Linked DNA regions of Rattus norvegicus: all the other regions are linked to region 3. The links are chromatin contacts, called in public Hi-C maps. All regions are on one chromosome and are shown on one strand. The core of a region is the stretch at or near the end of the contact, and the rest is flanking DNA. Distances in the headings are between cores, read along the strand shown. Region 1 has its middle 380 kb from the start of Gja1. Region 2 has its middle 360 kb from the start of Gja1. Region 3 holds the start of Gja1 (gap junction protein, alpha 1).

Region 1 (2,835 bases), core at 250-2,749, 380 kb after region 3:
ATGAACTACAGATACAGAAGTTCATTTTAATAAAATTTTAAGGGATATGCTGATAGGGTGTAACAGCAGACATGGGGGAGTTTTTATAAAATCATCCTGCTGACAGACACACATAGAGAACACTCCTATGTGTATGCGTGTATGCACATATATGTGATTGTTTTTCTAGAAAATGTAGAAAATACTTGTCAGCGTTCTTCATAAATGATGTGTATATGTGTGGGTCTGTGCATATGTGAGTGCAGATGTCCATGAAGGTGAAGCCCAGAATAGGGAGGCAGACCTCCCTGGAGCTGTAGTTACAGGCAGTCATGAGGACTCCACTCAGATAATCTGGAAGAGCATCAGGTACTCTTCACTGCTGAGCTCTCTCTCTAGCTCCCACTTAGACCTCAGTGAATAATGTTGTCTTCTAAGTACATACACGTTATTTAAATTCTGTTCATACAAAATTAATTTATCTTGCACTGCTTATAATAGAGTCCCAGATACTGAGTAATATATAGAGAAAAAAAATTGTTATTAGCTCGCAGTTGTGGAGAACAAAAAGCCCAGACAGTTGGGCAATGCCTTCTGGGTGTGTCCCGTTGTGGCATGAAGTGAGGGAGCTAACCACATGAAAAGGGTTAAACAAGAAAGAGACAGAGGAATGGCTCACCTCGCTATTGTATGTCCTTTCTCACGAGAGTTACTTCAGTCCTTTAAGGAATAATCCATTCAGAGAGCAATATTAATTTCCATAAGGCAGTCATGACCCAGAAAATATTACATTTAATGTTATTTGTAAAATTCCTGAATTATTCTGCCGTGCCCATACTATATGCAAAGTATCACTGCTGTTATCAATTATTTACGACACTGTGGTGCTGAGGTATAATTTAGCAGTTCTTGGTATGACTCAGGTATGTCACTTTCTAAAAAATAATTCCAATTATGCATCTATAGAGGGCTCAATATACAAAACACTTTTGAGGTCTACGGCGATGGAAAGGTCAATAAAATGTTTGTCTCACAACATGAGGACCTATAGTCTATCCTGAGAGCCCGTATTGGGGAGGCGGGAAAGGGAGAGCTCTTCCTACTCTCTTCGGTGAGTCTCAGTGATGGTGGTGGACCTGGAGATAACACTCACTATTATCCTCGGATCTCCATGTGAACCAGCACACAAAAACAAACAAAAAACAACGGCGATGAAATCTTCAGTAAAAAATAAAAGTAAGAAAAAGCTATGATCACACCTTAAATCATTGATTTACCAAGAGAAGAGAGATCAGAACTTAAAACTACATTAAGCTTTGTTTTCTGATACTTTACATGCCTATCAGCGACAGTGGAGGCGTGTAAGACTTCATTCTGCCAGAGCTACTTTTCTAGGAGAAACTGAGTCAGGGGAGTAATGTTTAAGGTCACTCTGTGAGTCAACTCCTTTGCTGGGAATGAAAACCCCGGGTGGTGACTCACTTCATTCTAGGTGGTGAGCTCAGGCCGCAGCCCACAGCAGGCATGCCCTGTCAGCCTGAGGCCAGCGGCTCATTTACAGAAATCATAACTGTCTTCAATTGCAGCAGACGGAATGTTATCGACATTGACATTTGCCCTCAAAGAATGCTGACACGGAAGGGGGAATTTTAACCTCTTTACTTACATCGTTAAGACTTTAAAAATTCGACAACCGTCTAAAATATTCATATACATCCCTTATTGCCAAATTTAACATTCTCAGCTTCAGACCACTAACGACCCAAAGGACCTCTGTAACTTCCTACTCTGCAGTAAGCACTCTGACTCTTCGATTGTAACTGAGAAAAGATGTTCAAGTGCTGAACGGGTTGGCGGGGTTTTTTTGTTTTGTTTTTTGTTTTTCCCCGTTTATATGAGTCGCTTTTCTATTGGTGTGATAAAATACCATGGACAAAGGCAGCAAAAGAAAAGTACGTTTGGGCTGACTCAGCAGAAGCATCCTTAATAGCGAGAGAGGCTTGGCAGAGAGTGGCTGGAGCCGGAAGCTGAGAATCACACTTTTACCTGCGAGTACCAAACAGAGAGGGGGGAATCGGAAGTGGGGGTGAGGCTTTGAACTCTCAAAGTGAGTCCTTAGAGAGTTACCTCCTCCAACAAGGTTACATCGCCTCTCCAAACAGCGCCACCTACTGGACACCAAATAGTCGAGCTTACGGGGGTCATTTCTCATTCAAACCACCTCATTGTATCGATCAGGGACAAGGGCACACACATTTGGTTTGCTAGCTGCTTAAATAAGTAGTGAGTGTGTCAGACACTATTCAAAGTGGTCACATAATCCACCAGGGTTCTCATTCCTCAGTTCCTGGGTCCCTGAGTAGATTAAGCCACGTTGCCCGGGAGATGAGCATGGAATAAGAAACCTCATTTCGAAGACATATAAATTGTTTGGTATATACATTGAAAGTGAGCTGTTGCTAGTATGTAGCTTGTTACAGGTCAGAATGACATGTTCATAAACACGTGGATGTGTACATACCTTTTAAAGTTGGACTCTTAGGCTAGCCATAGTAGAACAAAAGTGAGCTAAAAATATTGATTGATTATATTAATAATGTCGCAATATGTTATACATAAATGTACTGTGTATGTACATATTTTGAGACAAGGTAGTCCAGGCTAGCCTTGAAGTTGGGATGATTCTTAGCCCCCACTTCTTAAGTGCTAGAATTGTAGGTTTGCAATCACACGCTTGGCTGACTCAAGCATGTTCTCAGACTTCACTGTAGATGTGCAGAATCTAGTTGAGCCGTGATTACACATAAGCAACTTAAAGTACAATATAAAAGTCACCAGTAACTTCCAGTGGAGACT
Region 2 (2,882 bases), core at 294-2,793, 360 kb after region 3:
TAAAACTTAAATGGGAATGTTCTAATATTAAGCAAAATTCGGGTAGTGCTGAAGGTACTGATCCATGCATAAAGTTAGTGTATTTAAACAGAAACAACAATTATTTGGTGTGACAGTCAATGTCTCAAGTGAAAGTTCCTGGGAATTAATTTCCGCTTCGTTTGGAATCAGATGTGGTAACTCAGAAGTCAGGAACAGGGATCAATTAGAGTGGTCCGTGAATGATGATCACCTTCAGCCGTATATGGGGCTGGGACATAGTTTCACCTGGCCTATCCACATGTTGCTTGGCTTTCTTGGTAACTCATGGCTGGCCCTCAAGGGTGAGAGACGCAAGAGAAAAATGGAGCTACTGTGAAGGTGAGTGATTCTTCTCAACCTACTCTTAGGGGCAGGTTCATACAGCTTTACGCTGCCCCTTTACTTCCTCAAAAATAAGCAGTACAATAAGGGTGACCCACAGAAAAGGGAGAAGAATCAGATTTTAATGGTGTGATACATGACAATATTTCTGGGCAGGTATTAGAATCATGAAATAAATTAGAAATAAATGGGGGATTAATTTTGTCAGTAACATCTGCATACCGTGAAGCAGGGTCTCTTACACTTTTTCTATTTATCACCACTTTTTGCCTAGCAAACATTTACAAAATATTGGATACATAAGTATCTATTCTATGCAGACAGGCACCTACCTTAACTCATCTGAGAGCCTTCGCCCACCACCTGATAGAAACAGATGCAGAGACCCACAACCAAACATCAGGTAGAGGTCAGGGAACCCTATGATCCTACTACAGAGCCTTGAGATGACATTGTCTTACCACTAAAGATACAGAAACCCAGAGAGAGTAACTAAAAATGGCTTGATCTGAGGAAGGAAACAAGATGCCAGCCTCCCCACTGTGCTGCTTGGCCCCATCTAGAACCCTAATCACCAGGAGTGTTTTGCTTTCTTAAACAGTCTTCTATCAGAAAGGACAGCTACTTGCAAATCTTTTACAAGTTTGTTGCTATTGTCGTTTAAAGCAACCAAATAAAATTTTATTGAAGTGTTAAAGAAGTACACCCTTGGGTCTGGAGAAATCGCTCAGTGGTTAGGATCAATGGCGGCTCCTCGATGAGACCTGGGTTCAATTTCCAGCACCCACACGACAGCTCATAAATGTCTGCAACTCTAGTTTTGTGAGATCCGTGGCACCAGTCATTTACGTGGTGCACGTATATTTGCATGCAGGAAAATATTTATGAACATAAAATAAAGTAAGCAAATCTTTAGAAAAAACAAAGCAAACAAAAATATACCCATAAGGTAAGAAGCGGATGTGAAACGCTAAGCCTTGTGGGTGATTTTTTCTTTCCTTTTAAATTAAAAGGTTTTTCTTTTAACTAGGAACAATAATTACTGGAGTGCTCTAATTAGAATCAGACCCACAGGAGGGAATACTAATGGATGTTGAACTTTGAGAGAACACAGTTCTGCTGTGAAGGAAGTTCTGTGCGAAGGACAAAGACAGGGAAGGAACAGGGATCGTTAAGTTCCACTCACAAGCAAGCCCTGTTCTGGGGCAAAGGCCATGTGCTAGTTCTCAGAAGTGCTTAAGATGCAGACTTTCTTTCTCCACTTGCTACAAAGGAAAGCCACCTAAATAAGCATGATCAGTCATTTCCCAAATCTTCCAGGATTAGGATGAAAAATGGGCTGTGGTTGGTCTCCTTGTTTAGTCATCCGCTGGCATGTAGATGGGAAAGAATATTAAACTCGATTCCATGAAAACGTTGAGCAGCTATGCACCAACACTATTGTTTGTCTGGAGGGATTTAAGATGAAGGAAAAGAAACCCAGTCAGCTGCCAGTCTTCCCTCTGATGTGGAAAACTGATAAGGACTATGCAATCAGAGGAGGTGCTGTTCTTACTGTTTGGCAGAAAAGCAGGAAGTAACTTCAACGATGCTTCCTTTAAGCTGTTCTTTCCTTCTCCTTATTATTTTCTTTTATTTGAAATATGGTTTGACCATGTAGCCCAGGCTGGCCTGAATTCTAGATGCATTAGGTGACACCGTATTAATTAGACTTTGGATACTATAATCTGAGAGTTTTGTGGCAATTAATCAAGCTGGGGCAATGCAGACAATTTAAGCAAAAATAAAACAAAAGAAAACCAACGTAAGTGGGTTTTGAAAGACAAAAGAATGAAGGCATCTTGGTGCGTGTAAGTTTGGCACTAGATGTATGCAAGGGGTTGGAATAAGGAAGCTTCTGTCATGACTGCTCTGTGGTATGGTTAAGGGGAAGGTGTTCATTTTAAATAAGAGAGAGAAAGAATATCCAGAGGCATCTGGAAGAATCCAGGACAGAAGGCAGAAGAAAAAGACTGGACATGACCAACAGTCTAGACGTGACCTGGACTGTGTGTAAGAGCAGTAGACTAGCAAGAGGGCAGAAAGTAGAGAATACATAGTGAGAATAACTGGATGTTAAGAAAGATGAGTAGCTGAGAGGGGGAATTGGCCAGGAGACTGGAGTGGGAACTTTGAAATGGATAACCAGTACTGGTGACAAGGGACTGAGCGTCCTGGAGGCAGGCATGGACCTTGATATGCTGATGTGTGAACCTTGACAGCATGGGTGTGTGTTAATTGGAGACTCATATATGTCCCTTTTGCTGGACGTAAAGGAAATGACTCCTTTTGGTCGACACGAACAGATTCGAAACGTCCTGGGGGAAGTGCTGGCTCTTAATCTAACTGCCAGAAATCCTCCAATGTCTAGGGTGAGCTCATTTCTGGATATTTGTGCTGACTGTTGGAGTTTGGGACATTGGAGTTTCCTTTGGACCTGACAAGGAACATTACTAATTTGGTAAAAACAGGTACCTAGT
Region 3 (3,062 bases), core at 444-2,943:
AGTTCCAGGAGAGCTATGCAGCGAGACTTCATGGTTTAAAACAAAAAATTAATTAAATAAGTTTAGTAAGAAGCAGCAAGATGGCTGAGTGGTTAAGGTGCCTGTTGTCAGGTCTGACTCTCTAAGTTCACTTTCCAGATGGAAAACGGGGTCCAACGTTCACAAACTGTCTTCAAATTTCCACTTGCACACACATATGTGAATACACACATTTGATAAATACATGTTTAAAAAGTCTAATGTCACATCTCTGGACATAAAGCATTGAAAGTCAGACTACAGTTTCTGCTTCTGTCACATTGTTTCCCTTCTTTAAGTTAAAGACAAACCTCAAAAGTAAGAGAGCTCGCTGGGGTCTTAAACTGTGAGATTTCAAGTGGTGCCTCCTTAGGCATTCCAGCCAGGCACGGGAAAGTGTTTCTACGAAGTCTTTGCCATCCTTTGTTCTGCTGTTTGCCTTAGAGTGAGATGCTCAACCCAGTCAGGTGATGCCTGAACAAAGGCCGAGAGATTTCCCTGCCTAACCCCGGGAACACCGCTGAAGCCTGTTTATTGCCCTGCCATAAGCCCTCTTGGAGGACATCTGGGAGCCCTCAAAGGAGCTGCCCACCCTTAGGAATGAGGTTATATGACTCAGTCCTTCATAAACCCCGTCAGGTATGATGAGAAAGCCATGAAGTTGTAGGCAGGCGGTCACCAGGCAGACGTCTCTCCCCTGGATGGGCTTCCTAGGGACATGATCGAAAGAGAGGAGGAAGTTTTCAGACTGGCTTTATGCTAACATAATGTATCTGGAAACTCTAGTCTGCAGTTAGGAGGAGGAGGAGGAGGAGGAGGAGGAGGAGGAGGAGGAGGAGGAGGAGGAGGAGGAGGAGGAGGGAGGGAGGGGAGGGGGAGAATTTTGGCATCTTCCTGCCGATTTAAATGCTAAATTGTAGTCATGAATAGGACTGAGATAGGACGTTCACTTCCTCGGAGACTGGGTAGAGGTCAGTATCAACGTTTCAGTCCAAAGTTACCTACATGATATTTTTCATAATACATAACATCTACCTTCCTGTTCTTAATCGAAGGAATACACAAAACTATCTAAAGCAGCAGAGAAACCGACGAGTAGACATACCCCTCCACTGGGGCTGGTTGTGAAATGCCTTTCCCATGCCCACCGCCTTTTTTCCTTTGTTAATTGTCCGTGTTTAAGAGGAGGAGAATTAGGTCATAAGAAAGATCACGCACACCCACCTCAAGCTTCACACACCTTGGGGAACGCAGAACAAGTCTGCACGAGTTGACCTTGTCCCCCCCGCCCCCCATTTTTATTTATTGCATTTTTTTTTCATTTAGAAAATGTAACACGAAAGGTACGTCTTCTCCCTCCCCCTGGTCATCCCCTGAAACAAGCCCTACTACACCCAACAGTATTTTATCTGTGAGGAGTCACAGCCCTGCAGTGGCCGACGGACAGCTAGAGCTGTTTTCTCATATTTTTTTCCCTTCTCGTCAGCACATTCAAACTACAACTTTATCTTGACCAGGTTGCTTCTGCCTGCTCAGCCCCACGTTCGTCAGCCTCCTCCCCACCTTCTCCCCGCCTTTTCTTCCTCCCTCCCCTTTCTCCTGGCCCCTCCTTCCAGTTGAGTCAGTGGCTTGAAACTTTTAAAAGCTCTGCGCTCCAAGTTAGAAAAACGCTTTTACGAGGTATCAGCACTTTTCTTTCATTGGGGGAAAGGCGTGAGGAAAGTACCAAACAGCAGCAGACTTTTAAACTTTAAACAGACAGGTCTGAGAGCCTGAACTCTCATTTTTCCTTTGACTTCAGCCTCCAAGGAGTTCCACCAACTTTGGCGCGCCGGCTTCACTTTCATTAAGTGAAAGAGTAAGTTTTGATAAAAAACCCGCTTTTACCTAATAGCGTCTCTTTCTGTCAGGAAAACTCTTGCACTGTGCTTTGTAAACGCGTTGCGTCTTTGGCTTAGGATATCGTAAGTAGAACGATGGTCTTCCAAGTGTCTTTGCCATTTCCACGTGCTGGTTTATATTTTGATTGTTTAAAAAGTTCCGCTGCTCGTGCAACAGGTAAAAGGCTCAAACTTTTTCCAGCTAGAGTGAAGGACCAACTTCCTAGACTTGGTTCTTTGTTGTGGAGCCTAATTTTCACTTTTCTGTAGTCCCTGATGGAGAAGGTGCTGCGGTGGGAGGGAAGGGGGGGTCCCCTCCGTCAACTTTGCCTAGCCTGCTTCCTCTAGTGCAGGACACTGCAGGCTTTTTCCTTTTTCCTCCTGAAAATCCCGTCGGCTGTTCTACAGCCTTGAGAAAGCTGGCTCCTTTTGTAACAGTGCTTTGTTGAGCCCCTGCCGCAGCAGTTGACTTCCACGTGGTTCTTCCTTAGCCTTTTTTCTGGATTAAGCCAGAAAATACGTAGATCGGGGTGCTGCGGGTAGGGTTTTTAGACCAACAGTAGTTACTTTGTGCGAGCCAGCGCGGTGCTACGGGACGAACCCCTCAGCCCACACAGCCAGCTTTTTTTTTTTTTTTCCCCTCCACGCTGGCAACTGCGGGCGCGAGAAATCTTGAATGGGTGGTGGTGACTTGGGGAGCGTTAGAGGAACCGGCGTTAGAAACAGTGTGTGCCAGGGTGCTTTTCCAAAACCAACTGCTAAAACCCAAGCTCCTAGAAGGAATGGGGAAAAGGGAATTTTGGAGCCGCGCTTTAGAAGGGGCTGCCCCCTCCCCACCCCCACCCCCCTTCGCCTGCCTGCCCGGACCTGTAGGGACTTCAGAGCTGTTGGGACAGTTTTGAATTAGCTTCTAGAGGGTGCAAAGCACTAAGCAAAAATGATGTTAACGTGCAGTTTAAAGGGGATCCGTCTTAAAGCTGTTATTTTTTTTCTTTATTTTTAAATTGGTAACACATTCTGTAAAGCACTTTGCCCAGTCTTCATTCTGTCCGGCCTAAATCCACACCGAAACGACTCAGGGTGGGTCTGTAGTTTTGTTTGGTTGGTTTTTTTTTTTTTTCCCGTGTACCAGACGGGCCGAGTCCTTTTGAAGTGAAAACTTTA

The links. Hi-C and Micro-C count contacts between places; a contact is called where the count stands out from the background.
Region 1: a Hi-C map of the A7r5 cell line shows a contact between it and region 3, with 6 times the contacts expected there. The contact joins the enhancer-like site here to the promoter of Gja1 in region 3. A contact is called at or near these places in 7 of 12 Hi-C or Micro-C datasets (the A7r5 cell line, Schwann cells, frontal cortex and 3 more).
Region 2: a contact with region 3 is called in a Hi-C map of frontal cortex, with 2.5 times the contacts expected there. The contact joins the enhancer-like site here to the promoter of Gja1 in region 3. A contact is called at or near these places in 2 of 12 Hi-C or Micro-C datasets (frontal cortex and psoas muscle).

The regions. Positions count from the first base shown.
Region 1 is chr20:36,685,207-36,688,041 of GRCr8, forward strand. No RefSeq gene overlaps it. Among named protein-coding and RNA genes, the nearest start is that of Gja1, 380 kb to the left of the region's middle. Within about 2 kb of position 1,500, at least 9 of the 93 cell types and tissues checked have an H3K27ac peak or open chromatin away from gene starts, as enhancers often do. A contact at or near this core is called in the A7r5 cell line, where this site is marked.
Region 2 is chr20:36,665,343-36,668,224 of GRCr8, forward strand. No RefSeq gene overlaps it. Among named protein-coding and RNA genes, the nearest start is that of Gja1, 360 kb to the left of the region's middle. Within about 2 kb of position 1,544, at least 40 of the 93 cell types and tissues checked have an H3K27ac peak or open chromatin away from gene starts, as enhancers often do.
Region 3 is chr20:36,300,871-36,303,932 of GRCr8, forward strand. Gja1 (gap junction protein, alpha 1) reads left to right here and starts at 1,694. Exons shown (of 2, transcript NM_012567.2): 1 at 1,694-1,876.